2 separate regions of the Urocitellus parryii genome follow, and region 1 is linked to region 2. Evidence: chromatin contacts called from public Hi-C data. All regions are on one chromosome and are shown on one strand. The core of a region is the stretch at or near the end of the contact, and the rest is flanking DNA. Distances in the headings are between cores, read along the strand shown. Region 1 holds the start of Sptbn1 (spectrin beta, non-erythrocytic 1). Region 2 holds the start of Cimip6 (ciliary microtubule inner protein 6).

Region 1 (4,696 bases), core at 1,019-3,518, 140 kb after region 2:
AATAATAATTCTGAGTTGCCACCACTAATAAAGCTTTACATTTTTTTTCTTTTGTAGATTTTTGCCTTTCATAGAGATTTCTTCTCCAATAATCTCTCTAGATTTAGATTGTCTATTCTTCGAATTGTTTCTTTTTGGTCATTGGCACCCTGGACTCTCTTGGGTGATTTTTTTTTTCACTGTAGAATGAGAATTTGAAATTGTAAAGCAAGTATGTACAGTGAAATTTTGAATACTTGTCTCACAGTTTTGGAATAATTACTGGTGCTTTGCTAGAGTAAAGCTCTAAGGTTGTGTGTGGCCCTTCTTTTTGAAGAAAATTTTAAAAACTTAAGTAGGAGTGGAATGGGGTAGGGAAAGTGAGTCATCCATCAAATGAAGATTTATTTAAATACTGTTATCTGTGATAAAGGAAGCATTTAGGAGTCACCATTTCAGAATAGCTTTGGAAGAATTTGAAGTGTGGCATTTCCCAGTATTGCCTGTTGTTTTCTTTGGTATTCCATTAACATTGTCTGGGTGGGAGGTGCTGGGGCCATAGTAAAAAGTAAATAAGTGAAAGGAAACAACTTTGATTTCTCATGGCTTTCCTGTATTACCTAAGGAGGGCAGCAACTTCTATGTTGGTTCTGTTCAATTCTATTTGAGAGATTCTTGAGAACCTCCTAAGTGCTTGCTATAAAATGAACAAAGAACAAAGACCCTGCCCTTGGAGAGTTTACTTTCTGGTTGTATTGATCAACCTTCTGAGAAAAATATTGTTTTTTAATTATTTGTTTTCCTTAATTTTTTTCCATATATATCAAAAGTAAACCTTAGTACAAACTGATGGTGAAGGCCTAAAAAGAAGAATCATCTTCAGTTTCCAGTAACAATTTCATTTAGTTTTATTCTAAAGTATTCCTTTTAAAAGTACAACAAAAATAAAAACCCATCAGACCAGGTTCTGTCGATTTGCATGATCCAAGCTACTTAACTGTCCCATATTTTTCATCCAGGTGATCAGATCTTCGGGGGAGAAAGCTCCCAGGACTTCTCCAAACAGGAAGGGCAGCCTTCTCTCAGAAAGCCTATAGTGTGCCTTGGGCACCTTACAGAGCAGGGAGAAAGCCATTTTTCTCCATCCGTTTTCTAAAGAGGGTTTCTATTCCGTGGTCATGGTGATTCACCACCTTTTCTTCCCTATAGTGGTAGTTCTAAAATTTGTACTCAGCAAGCTGGTGGGGGCAGGGTGGTAGTAGAGGGATAATAAGGGGTGCAAACATTTGAAAAGGGGCCCTTGCACTTAACAAAAACTCAAGGAAATGTCCAGAGTCTGTCTCAGGGAAAACCCAAGTCCTGAGGTCGTCTTGGGGGGCCTCCACTGCAGTAAGGACAAAGCCACTCCTGAGTATCTAGTGGCCAGCACCTGGCCTCGGGTTCAAGTTGAGCCTGTGCTTAGGTGAGAGAGGTAGGAGTTGGATAAACCACTTGCAAGGTCTGTTCCCAACTACCCTGTGGGAGAGGGTGAAAAATCATTCACGAAGGAGCTTAATACACTAACTCATGAGTAAGAACCCCGACTTCCCCCAACTCAGGGTTTCCACGGATAGGGTCAGCGTCATCTACCTTAATGCATGCAGCTCGGAACCTACAAGGCATCCTCACCCAGATCTAAAGCCAACCCAGCCAAAGACACTCTCAAACCTCCCTCAGCACTCTCCATCACGTTCTAAACGCAAACATCGCGGGCGAAAAGAGGCTGCCCAAGCCACGGAGAAAATTAGGCTGCCCTTTTCCATGGCGATAATCGAATTAGCCTCAAATTAAACGTGAAATTGGGCCTCGCTGGCTGTGGGGACAAAGCCCCCATTGTTCTTCTGTTGGGGTAGCGGCAGCAGCGGCGCCCACCCGGATCAGTCATTCCCCGCCACTAGGGACGAGGTACGAGCTGGGCCAGGGGAAGAGCCTCGGCTTGGGAAAGCGTGGACGCGCCCGAGGTTCGGCTCCAGAGCTGAACAGGCTCTGGGTGGGCGGCATCTGGCTTCGGGGCTGAGAGCGGGAGCTGAGGGAGGACTACGCAGGGAGGGAGCGAGAAGAGAGGAGAGTACGGAGGAGGGCGTTCGGGAGAGCGTGTGTGCGCGCGCCCGCAGTCGGAGCCCGCGCCGCGCCGCGTCCGCGCGCTCCCTCTCCCCGCCCCTCGCCCCCTCCCTGTCTGCTTTCTCCTCCCCTCCTCCCCCCGCCCCTCGCGCGCCCGTCCAGCCCCCGGAATCAGTGCAGCTGTTGCCGTGCAGGCTGCGGATTCCTCCAGTCCCTCCCTCGGCCGCCTCTCCTCCCGGAGCGAGCGCGCAACCCCGCGCACCAGCGCCCAGCGGTCCCGTCCTGTGAGCCCCGGCCCCAGCCGCGGACAGCCCCGCGGAGTCGCCTCCCGGCCCACCCGCCCGGCCGCCGAGGAGCGGGAGGAGGACGGGACCCCGGCGCCCCCACCCCATCCCCGGAGGTAGGTAGGGGGCCCGAGGCAGGAAGATGCCAACTCACTGGGGCTGCCTCCCGGGCAGGCTCCGCAGCGGCGACGGGCGGGCGGGCGGAAGGAGGGGCGCGGGCCCAGGGCCGAAGGACGCTGCTGCCCGCTGTTGCCCTGTGCCCGGGGAGCGGCGTGGGGGCGGGGAGGCTGCAGAGACCGGGCGGGGGCGACGCGGGGAGCCTAGGTCTCCGACGCTTATTAGAACTCCGGTGATGCGGGGCGGGGGACGGCGGACTCCGCAGTGTGGCGGCCGCAGATCCGCGGTGCGCACCGCGGCTCTTGGGCCCCATCCCCAGCGCTGCAGCGCCGATTCCTCCTCCTACCCTTCTCCTTCCAACCCCTTGAAGCGACCCTTGGCACAAGGGTGGATGCAGAGTAGGCCACTGAAGGGGATATTTTCAGGTGCCCTCCCCTTGGCCTGGCGGGTGGGGAGCGGGGGCGGCGTTGACAGGGCCCGGCTGTGCGCGTAACGGTGCCGGGGATGCGGCCAGGCGTGGTCCTGGCTGTGCGGCGCTGCAGCTGAGCTGGAGGCGGCGGCCGCGCGGCCCCCTCCCGCTTTCCCGCCCCATCCTCGCGTTCACCACCCGCTCCTCGGCTCACCACCCCCTCCGCATCGCCCCCCCCCGCCCTCCCTGTCGTCCCCACTCTCCCAGGGCTGGGCGTGAGCCGCCTCGGGGAGCCGAGCCGCCTGCGCCCGCCCATCGGCTCCTTCCACCGTCTCTTCAACAGGTTTGTACCAGCGTGGGGACCCTTCTGCCTGCCTTGGGGAGGTGGGCTGGCAGCCCTCTCGTTATCACCTTTCATACCACTCCCGTGGCCCCTTTTTTGGAGGGGTGGCTTCCCTTTGTTTTTGTGATAGGAGAGGTGCCAGGTGGTGCCATCAGATGGGGTGGGGGTTTATAGTACACAAAACGTTGTCCATTATTTTTCCAGTCAAAGCCAGAGCAGATACTGAGGAGAGGGCGAGTGTGGGGGTACTTCGACCAGAGGAGAAAAAGGGATTCGGTGGGATTTATTTGGGCGGGGATGTGCGTTTTTGGCAAGATGGATGGCTCGCGGTGCCCTCGCCGTGATGCAGCACAATGCTGCAGTATCGCAGCTTCCCCTAGTTTTCGCTGGCGGGGCTTGGCACGGCCACTCGGCGCCTGCGGCCCCCGCCCGGCCCCACCCAGGCCCCGGGGCTGCCCTAGGCCGGCGCCTGGAGTTGCTTCTACCTTGTCATGCTGCTTCAGCTGGATGTGGCTGCTGGAGGACCAGGTCACCTAGGTGTGAGGGGGAGAGAGTCTTCTTTTGGGGTGACCCCTCCTGCCCTGCCTCTTGGCTGTGCTCGAATGAAGGGGCGCCCTGCAGCACTAATGCAGGCCCAAGGAGCCGGCCAGCGGATGCGGATGGGTGTCTGATCTCCGACCAAGGGACCAGAGCCTTAGGGAGGGGCTGCAGAAGGACAGGGCCCAGTGGTGTGCGGAGGCAGTGGTGCATTCAGGTTGTCAGTCGCAGCTTTTCTGTGTATCACCCATAATCTGTATCCACAACCCAGCTGTGCATCAATTTTTTCATTTGTGAAAAGTTGTTTGTTAATTAGACCTTAACAGCTGTGACATTATTGCATCTCTTCTGTCTTTGGTCAGTACCAAGAAAATATAAAATTCCTATAGGAAATCATTTTTTTAAAATGAAATAATTAATACATTTAGTTCTTAGGTTACTGGGAACATTTATAATGATTTTAGCATTCCATAGGTTGTTTCAAAGGAATTTATGTTTCTGATGAATAGTAATTGGTTCTTTTAACCTGTTTTTGCGATTTTATCATTTGCTTTTTGTGCAAGTCAAGTACAACTGCATATTTGTATTCTTTTTGAAGGATTATTAGGGTAGATAAATGTCATGATTAGTAATTAATTAGTATTCAGATTTTATTGATTTTAATAGGTTAAGTCTCCAGACATGACTAACGGAATTGTGATGGTTATAGGCTACACTTATGTTTGTTTGTATGTATTTTCTTATGCTTTAAAAAAAAAAAACACTTGTGACTGGGGAGGGGGTGGAAAGGGCAGACTACTGGTGGCTCTGTGGCTGGTGTCCAATCAGAATGAAATGGTTCCCAATGTTATCTGTTTAAGTGTGTGCTAGTACGCAGGACATTTCCCTTCAAAATGTCATCCTTATGTTTCGTTTGTTCAGCATGGG
Region 2 (4,797 bases), core at 827-3,326:
TAGGTCAGATAATTATTAGTAAAATACTACTAAAGTAGTCCAGTGCTTTTCTATATAAATAGTCAATAATTATTGTAAAATCCATACAATTATGCCATCGCCCTACAGAGAATACAACAAGAATAAATGGTGTATCATTATAATAGAATATTATCATCAGCACTGAAATTTAACACTTGTGACTATCAGCTATATAATATGTTCATTTCTGTTTTGTTCACATTTTTTTTGTGTGTGTGTGATTCTCTTGTATTCCTAACTAGATTGTGACTTCCTTGTGGCACAATTTGTTTTAAAGTTTCTCATGGTCTTTAATAAATCCTAGGAATATGCAAACTGCATAACAGTTTCCGATAGTGACATAAATGTTTTTATTTTAGACTAATACTTTCAAAATAGAGGCAAACAACTCATTCCACATGGGTTCAGGTGAATTTGTCAATTTGAGAGTCAGAAAGTTGAGAAAATGTTTTCATTTCTTTTTAACAAGTAGTAGAGACTGTCCCTGAAGATAAGTGATTTGAATAATCAAATCAAAGAGATTGGTGAAGGCTAAAATAGAAATTAGAAGGAATGATAAGGATGTCAACTAAACCTCAAGGACATGTAACAGCATAGGCAGGTTGAATTGCTCAAATAAAAAATAGTGAAAGCTAATCGCGACCAAGCAAATACTAAGCATCACACACTGCTCTTAGTACTCTGCCTGTATCAAATTATACTTCATAACAACCCTAGTGTTTTCACATTTTGTGAATGAAGACATTGAGGCTCTGTGAGGTTAAGCCACTTCCCTCTTAAACTAACTGGTTTAAGTGGTGGAGCCACTATTCAAAGTCCCATTACTTCCAGGTATCCAGTGTCTACAATCGTTAAGATAAAACCAGAGCAGTAGATGTTAGGTCACTGAGTGTCAAATCTATTCATACATTCGTCCTGCCAGGACTTTAGCTCATATGTGTACAATGGGTATTAGGCCCAATCTCCACTCTCCTACACCTCTCCAAGGAAAACTCAAATATACAAATTGACTCTGGGTTACAAAACGTATGCACTTGCACACAGCCGGAAACGCAGAAGAATTCGACTCAGTGAGGACTTTTCCTTTCCATTTCCTTCCTTATGCAGGAAAATGCGTAACAGTTATCATGGTTGATGCCAAAGACGTTTGGCTCTGGTTAGTGGAAAGTGGAAGGCAATGGTGAAATGAGGTAAGAAATTCCAGGGTCAGACATGGACGCAGTAATTGTGGGCTTCTCCCAGGAGCTTGCTCTTTTTGGATAAGTGCTACACGAACAAGTCCCAACCAGCTGGCTGCCTAAGCCTACAATCCCCTGCGCCTGATTCTGAAGGCCGCTCAGCCTTGGACAGATGCACACACCACAGGGAGCCTCATTTGCAGGAGATGAGTGTTCCCTTGTTCTATTTTAACCATTGCCACAGGGTCCGGAAAGATTTTGCTTGAAATTGGTGGTAAACAGTGACAGCCAAGCTTTCTCCTTGACCGGAGAAAGCGAATCACGACTTGCACAGTATTTAATGGCTCACGAGTAAACACGTTTTCTTCCCGCCTGCCCGCACTTCTGGAGCCAGTTCTGGCAGCTGCGGACACCGGGGCAACGTCCTGCTGGGCTCTGGAGGGAGGACGATGAGCAGACCAGAGCAGCATTTCCCTCGGCGGGGGAAGCTCCGGAAACCGACCCTCGCTGATCCCTCCCACCCAGGACCTAGTCACGGTGATAAACACCAGTCCTGGCCCTACCGGCGGAAGGGCAAGTTCAAGCGCAGGGTGTCCACCCTGCAGCGGGTTGGTGGGGCGGACGCCTAAACACCCGGCCAGGCTCGGCGCAGCTCAGCCGCGGCCCACAGAGCTGAGCCGACCGCGATCACTGCGCCTGCGCGTCCGGGTCCAGCTCTCACGCCCCTTTCCGCGGCCGTGTTGCCAGGCCGCCGTCGCTTAGCAACGCAACGCAAGAGTCACAGTTGCCTCGCTCTCGGGCCTCATTCCTAGCAAGGCTACGTCCCCGTTCTGCTGATAGAGGCTCCTCGTTGCCACGTGCCAGGCTGTAGGAGCCCATGGAAGGAAAGGAGGAAAAGCTGCAGTAAGTGCAGGGTTTGGATTTTTATTTCTCCTTCCGATAATTATTTTCCTCCTTAAGAGGGAGAGTTAGATGAAACCCGAGGGGTGGTCCCCAGCACTGTCCATGCCAAACCTCATCCAGTTCCCTTCCTAAATGCGGTTTCTAGGGGCTGAATGCTTACCATAACAATTTTTAAAATGCACCGTTGACTGCTCACAGTATTGTGTGTCAGCAACTTCACATGCATTGCCTGGCCTAAAACTCTTGAAGGCATCTTGAAATCATCCACTCCTTTTCACTTCCCACATTTAACTTATTAGCAAATTCTGTAGGCTTTACCCTTGCAAAGTATCCAGACTCTACACTGTTAATCATTTCCACTATCATCCCCACCCTGTCCCAAGCCCCAGCTTCTCACTCTTGGAGACTGCAATAGCTTTGGTTCCTTTCCCCTCTGCAGCAACTCAACATAGCAGTCAGAATTGTCTTTTTACAAGGTAGGTTAGATCACCATCCTCCATTGTGCATAGCACAGCAAAAGCCAAGGCTTCTACTTGAGGCCTACACAATTTGCCTCTCTCTCCTTACTTGACCTTGTCTACTGCTTACCTCCCTCTGGCAGGACCCTGCTCTAGTATACAGGCCTTCTTGCTGTTTTCTCCAGAGAATCTCAACGTGATTCCCAGACCATCTTAGCATCACCTGAGAACTTGTAGAAATGCAGAATCTTAGGGGATCCCCCATCTGAACACACTGAATCTGAAACTTTGGGTGTGGGACCCAATAATCTGGGCTTTAACAAGCCCTCCCACGTACGGAATGTTTTGTGATCCACTGAATCAAGGTAGCACAGCTAGTTAAGAGTGATGTGGAATCAGTGGAACCAAAGCCTGCATTTTTGTTGGTGGAAGAGTGGTTTTCAAACTTAAACATATATGAGTCAGCTAGACAGCTGGTTAAAACAGGTTCCTGGGAACCAGCCCCAGAGATGATGATTTAGTATTGAAATGATGCCTTTAAAGTTGTAGTTCTAACGAAGTCACATTGATGCCAATGAGGCTTACTCCAGCAATCACACTTCAGGAAGCACCGTGCTAAGGATGGGGACATTCCTGCTGCAAGGCTTTGCAGTTACAGTTCACTGGTTTGGAATGCTCTTCCCTCAAATATGCACTTAGCTCCCCCCCCCCCCCCCCCCCCCCGTTTCTTTTTTCAATTGCCACCTTCACAAAGCAGCCTCCACCCTACCTAAAAATGCAGCCTACCTCCCACATGCATGCACTCCTTTTCCCTGCTTTATTGTTGTCCTCACCACTTAACACCATATAAAAGACTGTGCATTTGTTATTTTATATATCATCTGCCTTCCCCTGCTAGAATGTAAGCTCTATGAGGGCAGTGATTTTTCTGTTTTCACTGCTGTATCCTCCATACCTCAAACAGCACGTGGCACATAGTGACTATTTATTGGAAGAATGAATTATTCAGGGTTATTCTCACATCTGTCATAATAGATATTGTTCTTATCAGACCAATGAGGAAAATGAAGTTCAGATATTAAATGGCAGAGTTGTGATTCCAATCCAGATCTGACTAATTGCAGAGCCCATTAGGGTTTTTATCTGTTTTCCTTCTATAAGAAATTACTGAAGAGTCATATTTCACATTTCTTTTTTTTAAATATTTTTGTTGTTGATATACACGGTGCTGAGAATTGAACCCAGTGCCTCACACATGTGAGGCAAAGGCTCTACCACTGAGCCACAAGCCCAGTCCCACATTTCTTTTTTTTTTTTTTTTTATTATTGGTCTTTCAAAATATTACATAGTTCTTAATACATCATATTACACGGTTTGGTTCAAGTGGGTTATGAACTCCCAATTTTACCCCGTATACAGATTGCTGAATCACATCAGTTACCCTTCCATTGATTGACATATTGCCTTTCTAGTGTCTGATGTATTCTGCTGTCTGTCCTATTTTCTATTATCCCCCCTCCCCTCCCCTCCCCTCCCCTTTTCTCTCTCTACCCCTTCTAATGTAAATCATTTCTTCCATTTGTATTATCTTGTCTTACCCCTCCTTTCCTCTTATATGTCATTTTGTATAACCCTGGGGATTGCCTTCCATTTCCATGCGATTCCCCTTCTCACTCCCTTTCCCTCCCACCTCTCATCCCTGTTTAATGTAAATCTTCTTCTCAAGCTCTTCGTCCCTACCCTGTCCTTGTTGACTCCCCTTATATCAAAGGAGTCATTTGGTATTTGTTTTTTAAAGATTGACTAGCTTCACTTAGCATAATCTGCTCTAATGCCATCCATTTCCCTCCAAATTCTATGATTTTGTCATTTTTTAATGCAGAGTAATACTCCATAGTGTATAAATGCCACATTTTTTTTTTTATCCATTCATCTATTGAAGGGCATCTAGGCTGATTCCACAGTCTTGCTATCGTGAATTGAGCTGCTATGAACATCGATGTAGCAGTGTCCCTGTAGCATGCTCTTATTAGGTCTTTATCTATAGTTATTTACACAAGTGCTTAACTGAAGGAGTGCATAAGTGTGTAAATAAATAGCTATTGTCCTTTGAAGACCTGGTTCTAGTACTAATGTATTGCTGGGTTACAACCATGAGAAGCAGATGGGGAAAGACTGATGCCAGGATTCTACAATGATAAATTAATTAACCTCAAAGTCACAATCTTGAAATAAA

Evidence for each region. Hi-C and Micro-C count contacts between places; a contact is called where the count stands out from the background.
Region 1: a contact with region 2 is called in a Hi-C map of liver, with 6 times the contacts expected there. The contact joins the promoter of Sptbn1 here to the promoter of Cimip6 in region 2. A contact is called at or near these places in 2 of 2 Hi-C or Micro-C datasets (liver and muscle).

What each region holds. Positions count from the first base shown.
Region 1 is chr12:75,272,239-75,276,934 of mUroPar1.hap1, forward strand. It overlaps Sptbn1 (spectrin beta, non-erythrocytic 1), which reads left to right and starts at 2,269. Exons shown (of 36, transcript XM_026399890.2): 1 at 2,269-2,479.
Region 2 is chr12:75,128,707-75,133,503 of mUroPar1.hap1, forward strand. Cimip6 (ciliary microtubule inner protein 6) reads left to right here and starts at 2,077. Exons shown (of 5, transcript XM_026399932.1): 1 at 2,077-2,102. The coding sequence starts at 2,077.